Linked DNA regions of Zea mays: regions 1 and 3 are each linked to region 2. The links are chromatin contacts, called in public Hi-C maps. All regions are on one chromosome and are shown on one strand. Each heading gives the region's core, a stretch centred on a gene start, on an enhancer-like site or on the middle of the called end of the contact. The rest is flanking DNA. Distances are from core to core; before and after follow the strand shown.

Evidence for each region. Hi-C and Micro-C count contacts between places; a contact is called where the count stands out from the background.
Region 1: a Hi-C map of seedling shows a contact between it and region 2, with 8 times the contacts expected there. The contact joins the promoter of LOC100216746 here to the promoter of LOC100272467 in region 2. A contact is called at or near these places in 11 of 25 Hi-C or Micro-C datasets (bundle sheath, ear, leaf and 4 more) and 1 of 3 datasets of contacts at active chromatin or transcription factors (leaf).
Region 3: a Hi-C map of leaf shows a contact between it and region 2, with 8 times the contacts expected there. The contact joins the promoter of LOC100502327 here to the promoter of LOC100272467 in region 2. A contact is called at or near these places in 6 of 25 Hi-C or Micro-C datasets (ear, leaf, root tip and 1 more) and 1 of 3 datasets of contacts at active chromatin or transcription factors (seedling).

Annotation. Positions count from the first base shown.
Region 1 is chr3:149,480,579-149,483,565 of Zm-B73-REFERENCE-NAM-5.0, reverse strand. LOC100216746 (putative inactive leucine-rich repeat receptor-like protein kinase) reads left to right here and starts at 1,563. Exons shown (of 2, transcript NM_001317367.1): 1 at 1,563-2,987. The coding sequence starts at 1,605. It overlaps LOC100285591 (NAD kinase 1), which reads left to right. Exons shown (of 11, transcript NM_001158482.2): 10 at 1-66; 11 at 159-740. The coding sequence ends at 464.
Region 2 is chr3:149,666,147-149,669,215 of Zm-B73-REFERENCE-NAM-5.0, reverse strand. It overlaps LOC100272467, which reads left to right and starts at 1,596. Exons shown (of 10, transcript NM_001146939.1): 1 at 1,596-2,221. The coding sequence starts at 1,818.
Region 3 is chr3:149,819,233-149,822,341 of Zm-B73-REFERENCE-NAM-5.0, reverse strand. It overlaps LOC100502327 (SART-1 family protein DOT2), which reads right to left and starts at 1,301. Exons shown (of 13, transcript NM_001323905.1): 1 at 881-1,301; 2 at 53-653. The coding sequence starts at 639.

The DNA of each region.
Region 1 (2,987 bases), core at 314-2,813, 190 kb after region 2:
ATATCAACTACATCTGGAAGTACAGCATATTCATTAGCAGCTGGAGGGTCCATGGTTCATCCTCAGGTACGGCCCCAATCGATTTACAAGCGGCTCAGCAAGCAGCATTACCTGTCCATCCTGCAGTTTGGTTTCTAATGTCTAGCCGGCGTTTGCAGGTCCCAGGGATCCTTTTCACCCCAATCTGCCCGCACTCTCTGTCATTCAGACCTTTGATTCTGCCTGAATACGTGACCCTCCGCGTTCAAGTGCCGTTCAACAGCAGGGGCAATGCCTGGGCATCCTTCGACGGCAAAGACCGACAGCAGCTGTCGCCCGGTGACGCCCTGATCTGCAGCATTTCTCCCTGGCCCGTGCCCACAGCCTGCCTGGTGGACTCGACGACCGATTTCCTCCGCAGCATCCATGAGGGTCTCCACTGGAACTTGAGGAAATCCCAGTCATTTGACGGCCCGCGTGATTGATGCAACAGCTGTTCAGTTATATTTCAGCCCGGTGCCAGAATTCAAGCTGGGAATTCTCAACAGGAATAACTGTAGCTACTCCAGGGTGCTCTCACCTTTACCGTTCCATACTTGCCTATATACAAAGGTTGCGTGCGTTAGATGTGAGGTATAGATAGATGTATAGAATATGGATGGATGATAACGACTGGACATGTTGAATAATACAACGCCAACGTATGCACGTATACATGTGATGTGCCCCCGTGATCTGAAAGAAATAATCCGCGAGCCATACACGACGAGATGGCAGCTTCTGTAGCTGTTCTGGTACAGCTTTGCAGTCATGCGGATCTGGGCACTTTAGGCGGATACCCTTTTCAGCTTCCATACTGGTGGTAACTCACTGAACTGACGAATGGAGTCATGGACTGGGGCAGCCTCTGCTGCTCGTCCTCCCGTCCTGTGACGGCCAGATGGATGGGTTCCTGCCTACTGCCTGCTGCCCGCTTGGGCATGGGGGCGATCGGCCACGCGTTTTGAATCCGTGATCAGGATTAACAAAAAAAAGCTGAGTACCTTTCGACGTGATTCTGGCGGCTGCCTTTTGTTCTGCTGCGTGAATTGAAGGCCGAGTATGGAAACGGCCGGCGCATATGATTCTTTAACACACTATCATTCCCTTTCCACAGCTGCAGAATAGTACTCCAGTAGACAGCTTGTGCGCGCGCGCGTCGTCGTCGTCTCAATCGCCGTGCGGTGTCGTGTTCCGGCGAGCTAGATTCCTCCGGCGACCCCACCGCCCAGCGGCAGAGAACCGGGGCATGGCCATGGGCGGCCATGGCCATGGCAAACCCGAGGACCTGGCCGGGACCGGAGAACGTGAAGTCCTTTGTTGCTTTCCTTGTGTCCAAACCTACCCCCCGCCCCCCTCCCTTCGCGAGTCACGGGCAATCCAATGCAGCGACGCGCCCGCGGCCCGGCTGCCCTTCCCCGCGGCTCCGATGGACTACACTCCCAAAACACAGCTCGGCACCGGTACCACTTCTCCTCCCCCGTGCCACTAGATCTCATCCACTTCCATTCACCGTCATCGCCAGTTCGCCACCATATCTATCCCATCCCGGAAACATTCTGCACCCGCAGCTGCAGCCTTCAGAAATGGCCGCCACTACTGCCGCCAACTCTCCTGCTCTCCTCCTCTTCCTCCTGCTGCTGCTCATTGGGGGCGCGCCACCAGCGACGAAGGCCGACATGCCGATGGCGGTGAACGAGGAGGTGCTGGGGCTGGTAGTGTTCAAGTCGGCGCTGTCCGACCCGACAGGTGCGCTGGCGACGTGGACGGAGTCGGACGCGACGCCGTGCGGGTGGGCGCGCGTGGAGTGCGACCCGGCCACCTCCCGCGTGCTCCGCCTCGCCCTCGACGGGCTGGCGCTGTCCGGCCGCATGCCACGGGGCCTCGACCGCCTGGGCGCGCTCCAGGACCTCTCCCTCGCCCGCAACAACCTCTCCGGCCCGCTCCCGCCGGGCCTCTCCCTCCTCGGCTCCCTCCGCTCCCTCGACCTCTCCTACAACGCCTTCTCCGGCCCGCTCCCCGACGACGTCGCGCGCCTCGCCTCCCTCCGCTACCTCGACCTCACGGGCAACGCCTTCTCGGGACCGCTCCCGCCCGCCTTCCCGCGCACGCTCCGCTTCCTCGTGCTGTCCGGCAACCAGTTCTCCGGGCCCGTGCCGGAGGGGCTGGCGTCCGGGAGCCCGCTCCTGCTCCACCTCAACGTGTCCGGCAACCAGCTCTCCGGCTCGCCGGACTTCGCGGGCGCGCTCTGGCCGCTCGAGCGCCTGCGCACGCTCGACCTGTCCCACAACCTCTTCTCCGGCCCCGTCACTGACGGCATTGCCAGGCTCCATAACCTCAAGACCCTCAGCCTCAGTGGCAACCGCTTCTTCGGCGCTGTCCCGGCGGACATCGGCCGGTGCCCGCACCTCAGCACCATCGACCTCAGCTCCAACGCGTTCGACGGCCACCTCCCCGACTCCATCGGCCAGCTCGCCTCGCTGGTCTACCTCTCCGCGTCCGGAAACCGTCTCTCCGGCGACGTCCCCGCGTGGCTCGGCAAGCTGGCCGCGGTGCAGCACCTGGACTTATCCGACAACGCTCTCACCGGAAGCTTGCCGGACTCGCTCGGCGACCTCAAGGCGCTCAAGTACCTGAGCCTGTCCAGGAACCAGCTCTCCGGCGCCGTCCCGGCCTCGATGTCCGGGTGCACCAAGCTCGCCGAGCTGCATCTTAGGGACAACAACCTCAGCGGCAGCATCCCGGACGCTCTGTTCGACGTCGGGCTCGAGACGCTCGACGTGTCGTCGAACGCGCTCTCGGGCGTCCTGCCCTCGGGCTCCACCAGGCTGGCGGAGACGCTGCAGTCGCTCGACCTCTCCGGCAACCAGCTCACCGGCGGCATCCCCACCGAGATGTCGCTCTTCTTCAAGCTCCGGTACCTCAACCTGTCCCGCAACGACCTCCGCGCGCCGCTGCCGCCGGAGCTC
Region 2 (3,069 bases), core at 347-2,846:
TGGGGAATGGGGACTCGGGGTCGACGGTTGGGGATAGGGTTAGCCGGTTAGGGTTATGCAGAGAGCCGAGCGTCGGGCCTGCGCTACTTGCAGAGGGTTTCGGCCCATTTAATGGAATTGGGCCTGCGCTGCTTGCACTTGTGTTGTCAAATATACGGGCCGCCGTCGGGCCGACCCATTTATCGTGCCGGACCGGGCCAAAGCACGCGGGCCACCGTATCTGCCCATACCCAACCCGGTAAACGGGCCGTGCCGGCCCGAGCTCGTAACCAACCGTGCCGGACCGGGTTTAGACCGGGCTAAATTCGTGCCGTGCCACGGGCCAAATAGGCGGCCCACACTGTTTGGACATCTATAGCTCCCGCCAGGCCCCGGCCAGAGGCCAGTACCCACATGTCGCCGACTGCCCACTAGCTAGTAGCAGCGTCTCTGTCTGTGTGCGCGCGCGCGTGTTTTCTTTTTGCTGTTCTGCTGGCGTTGCTGTCCTGGGCCCGGCGGGACAAGGACATGGAACGGACGCGAGCTCACCAGAACAGGTCGCGACTCGCGACTCGCGAGCGTGTGCCGCCCGGCCATATGGTGCGTGCGTCTACCTCCTCTCCCTGTCGAACAAAAGATGAGCTGTCTACTGGTTAGGCAAAAAAAAACCCAGGTAATAACATCTAATAGATAGTTAGCAACATATTACTTAGGCCATATTTCAACCTTCTAAAACTGATATTTAGCGACTAAAATTAGTTGAGAGGTTTAGAACGAGTTAGCTAATAAACCAGCTAATCGTCGCCTATATCTCTTAAATAGTTATTAATTGTTACCTGAAACCATATAACAACTTATTAGCCGACTAATAATTAACTATAGGAATGGAACCAGATCTTAAGCATGTTTGAGAACCTATGATAATTGATAGCCGCTAAAATTAGCTTAGAGGTTTATAACGTGTCAGACAATAGACCAACTAATTGTTACTTATACCTCTTAACTTAAATAGCTATTAGTTGTTACCTGCTCCAACTCAGCTAAAAGCATATAACAACTTATTAGCTGATTAATAATTAGCTCTAGGATTAGAACCAGGTCTTAAGCCTGTTTGAGAACTAACCTATGATAATTGTTAGCAGCTAAAATTAACTTAGAGGTTTATAACGTGCCAGACATTAGACTAACTAATTATTAGTTATACCTCTTAAATAGCTATTAGTTGTTACCTGCTCCAACTCACCTAAAATCATATAACAACTTATTAGCTGACTAATAATCAGCTCTAGAATTGGAACCATGCCTTAAGCCTGTTGGAACCTATAATAATTAAGGTTTTCAAACAGTCCAACTAATTGTTACATCATTAGTTAGGTTGAGACAACTCAAATTAGCCAAAACTTGGAAAACAAAAAAACAAGCTTGGCTAATCACTAGTACTAATCTCATGACGCCACGTGTGGAAAACAAAAAACCTGAAACAGAAGAAAGAAATCCCCCTCCAATAATGTTCGCGTGGCCGCGCCGCCCCCTCCACCCACCCACCAAAACATAAAAAGTAAACGGGCACTAGAACCGGGACGGAGCGCAACGCAACAAGCAGCAGAGGGCCAGAGGCGAAGCAGAACAGCACCACCCGCCTTCGCCTCCACTCCCGCCCGGGAATCTTCTTCGTCCCTCCCTCACTCACGCCATTTCATTCCTTCCACAGTTCCGCCGCCACCGGCCACCACCAGCGCATATATAAAAGACCCAGCAGCGACTGCGCCACTCCGCCGCGCAGGCAGGCGGTCCCGTCCCACCACCCACCCCGCGACCGCGAGGCCGCGACCCCGCTGATGATGGCGCCGTCCCCCGTCACGTGCAGCCCCTCCGCGGCGCGGCACCGCCCGCTGCAGCTCCGCTCCCCCGCGCCGCGCGCTGCTGTCGTGGCGGCGCTGCCGCTGCGGAGGAGGGAGGCGCTGCCGCACGCGCTGTGGATCGCGGCGGACCCGTGGGCGTCGGCGCGCGCGTGGACGAGTCTGGGCCTGGGCACGGGCAGGAGGGACGCGGCGAGGTGCGCGGCGGCGGGGCAGGTCGCGGGGACTAGCAGCGCGGGCGTAGGGAGGAGCGCCGGGATGGAGGTGGTCGTCGCCGCGGCTGCGGTCGTCGCCATGGGCACGGGGAACCGTGTCCTCTACAAGCTCGCGCTCGTGCCGCTCCGGAAGTACCCGTTCTTCCTGGCGCAGTTCGCCACGTTTGGGTGCGTCCGTGCGCCTTCTCCTCCCTTCCTCCCTCCTCGCTTGCGCCCGCATTGATCGGTCGTCGTCGTAGTAGATGGCACACGCGATGCGCTGGTGGCTGTCGCTGTGCTCGACCGGATCGAGCAATGTCGCTTGGGCTTGGAAGCTTGAACAGTAGAGATTCGTCGTCTCCGTCAAGCCGTGCGCTGTCGTGGATGGTGAATCATTTCTGGCTGGGGTCCCACGTGTCTTGTGGAAAGAATAACTCGGCGAGTATTTTTTTTTGGGGGGGGGGGGGGGGGGGGGGGTTGTTGTTGCTAAATCTGGATGCCGTTGTGCGACTGCAAACTGTCGTGTTTTTTCCCCCTGGCGCCAGATAGAGATCATGAGAGCCGTCCTCTTTTCATGTCAAACGGGGTAAACAGGGAATATATATAGGCTACAGAAATAGCATTTTAATAAAAACTAGGGCTCGTTTGGTTAAAAGTGGATTGGAGGATTCAACCCCCCTCTAACCAAATAAGCTTTAGGCCTTGTTCGTTTGTACCGGATTGGTGGGTCGGAACGATTCCTAACCGAATTGTTTTTCTAGTTTATATAAACTTTGATTAGCTGGAACGATTCCAGGTGCAATCCGATAGAAACGAACAAGGCCTTACTGAGCTCTTGTTGTCATGCATCAATGATTAGCGAGTCAGTGAGTCAGGTAGCACGAAGCACAAAATGAGCCAGTGAACCAGCGGGCATCAGTTAGGTAGCACAGAGCACAACACTTGTAGTAAATATAAAATAGATAATTGCTTATACTGCAATCCATGATTGATACACGCAAAACTGGTTGTACCCTATTAGCAAGTAGCTTTCTCAG
Region 3 (3,109 bases), core at 52-2,551, 150 kb before region 2:
GTTCCTCAACATACTATCGAAACATATGAGGAAGAAAAGACCAAGTAGTTACCTTGCAATGCGCTCTCTGAGCTCATCTGCTGCGGGCTGCTCAGCATCCCCTGAGGCATCAACTCTCTGCTTCTGAACCCCCTTGTCGCCCTTGGATAAATCTGCTTCGTCTTCTCCACGACCCTTCACCCTTGACTTCTCGTGATCCCTATCCTCCCTCTGCGTCCTATCCTTGTCCTTGTCTCTATTGCGGCTTCTCTCCTTATCCCTGTCCCTCCGCTCCCTTTCCTTATCACGCTCTGCTTCTTTATCCCGGTCTTTGCTACGGTCCTTGTCACGCTGCCGATCTGGTTCCCGCTCCCGATCTTTGCCCCGGTCACGGTCACGGTTACGTTCACGCTCTGGCTCCTTATCCCGGTCTCTGTACTTGCTATCCTTATCCCTGTCTCTCTCCCTATCTCTATCCCTATCCCTATGCTTGCCATCATCCTTGTCCCTTCTCCGGTCGTCCTTCTCTTTCTCCCTGTCCCTTCTTCCACTGCCATTGTGATCCTTCTCCTCCCTCCTATGCCTCTCCCTCCTCTCCTTATCCCGGTGCCGCTCAATGCCGTCCAGCTCCATCTCGTCCACCGCAGCAGCAGACGACATGCGTGACCCAGTAACTTTTGCAAAAACAAACGAAATTATAAGACATGTTGCCTATATAAACTTGTAATTAGGCAGATACAAATACACATACCCAAAAGTTAGGGTTCTGGTGCTCGGTTTCGTACCTAAATAGATTAAGCTAGGGTTCTGGTGCTCGGTTTCGTACCTAAATAGATTAAGCTAGGGTTCGGGTGCTCGGTTTCGCGCGGCAGGAAGTGAAGAGGTCAAGCGGAGGGGTTACCTGGTGCGTGCTGGTCGCCGGCGAAGGGCACAACGAAGACCTGGCGAATAAACCGACGAGTCTAGACCCGAGCACGTGGCGAGCGGCGGCGGCAGTGGAGGAGCAGAATTTCCAACTTGAGTATTCCAACTTCCACGTCAAAAAAAATCCAATCCCACCTCCCCCTACAGCCTGCTCAGCGGTGCGCCCGCGCCCACCGCGCCGAGGTCGCGCCCTGCGCCCCTGCCGCCGCAACTGTCCGCTCGTGCGCGCGGCACGCTGGCCACGGATGCCTTGCGCCCAGCCGCCTGCAGCCGTTAGGGTTAGGCGTTTGGCAGCTCCCCTCCCGCTGGCCGCCACCGCCGACGCCGGCTAGGGTTAGCGCTGCAGCCTCCAGCCTCGTGTCTCCGTGAACGTTCGAAGCAGAGATGAGCAGAGTGTGAGGGGCGCCTGGGACCTGGGCAGGATTGGGTGGCCGCGTGTTCTGGCCAAACGGCCCAAGACGCCTAGTGGGCCGTCCTGCGGGTTTGGGATTTCGAAAGATTTTTTTTCTCTGTTTTGGGCTAAATTGAGTAACTATGAGTTAATAGTTAGTGACTAAAATTAGTTGAGTCATTCAAACACCCTATTAATAGTTTAGCTATCGGCTATTTTTAGTAATTAATTAATAGTTAGATAGCTATTTATTAGTTAGCTAATTCCACTAATAATTTTTAGCCAACTAACTATTAGTTTTAGTACATTCAAACACCCCTATATAATCCAATTTAAAACACACCAACCAAATCACCCCACACTCACTTAAATCAAATTAACAATATTATTTGGAATATTGGGTCATTCCTAATTCATCATCCCTCCCCTTCTCCCGTGCCCCCTCACTCACAGCCTCCTCGCATCCCCCTCAAACGTGACGCCGCCACCGTCAACCGACTCAACCACTACCCTCACGTCGCTGCCACCGTCAATCCCTCTCTGTGGGATCTTAGCGTTATCACGAGGTATATGCTAGTACATATAGGTGTACGAATAAAATTAGGTATTTTCTATAATAGCTTTATATTTGGCCCCTTTAGCGTGGACCTAGGGATGGCGGTGGGTACTGGTATAGGTAAATAACCATCTTTATATCATCTAATATCTACTATATTAAAGCATCAGTTTGTCTAATTCCATGGTTTTTATCGTGGTTGTGCCCCCACATTTATTTAAATTACAAAGACGCTAAAATTATGTATAAATGGGGATTCGAACCATGGTTGTTAGCTCTAAACCCACGTTTAAACTAATTGTGCACAAATTGTTGTTTGAACCTTGGTTGTTTGCTCCATATTCACACCCACCTACCAATAGAACACATATTTTTGTGTCTCGTTAAAATAGTCTACTCGTATGATATATAGAAATAGTGGCAATGCACGAGCAACTAACTAGTGGGTAATTATGTGTCACACATTGATATGATAGAATTTCTTACCCCATAGGTACGAGTATGGGTATAATGTAGTATCCACGGGTAAATTTCTCGAGAGAATGGATATGTACTATCCATACCTACCACCTGATGGGTATCTGACATGTGGGTCATCTAGATAGTTTAGGCATTCCAAATTCCTATTCGAAGATTCAACCCTAACCTGCCTATAGGCTATGGATGAGAGCCCAAGCAAACCCTCATGCGATCGCCCCCATCTTCCACCATGTGTCGCCATCCTCCATGTTGTGTCCAGTGCCCCCATCCTCCATGCTGCACCGGGCCCATCCTTCATTGTTGTGTCCCCATCCTTCTGAGTCCCGTTGTACCACGCGCCCATCCTCAATATTACATAGTGTGCCCCATCTGTCGTACACTGAAACCACCATCGCCTTGTTGTCGCCTCCTAGAAGTTTGGCAACAATTGAAACCTTCTTCTATCATAGACTGACTCCAGTGGGTAACTGGTATCCGTCGGGTAGTGGATACCTGATGGGCATGGGTATGGGTTGGGTTTTATCTCGCGGGTATGGATTCGTGAACCATACACCATGTACTACCCACCTAACTACCATCCCTATGTGGCCCATGGAAGGGATAAGGAAAGGTAGGCGATGAATGTAGCATGCGGAGACTTATAAACACATCGGGTTGACGTGGAGGCGAACGTAGAGCAGGAACTAGTGTTGCGTAACTTTCTCCTTATTCTATTTCAAAATAATTAAAGCTTTAATTTTATATCACAATTTCTAAAAAATATTTATAGGTACCTATCG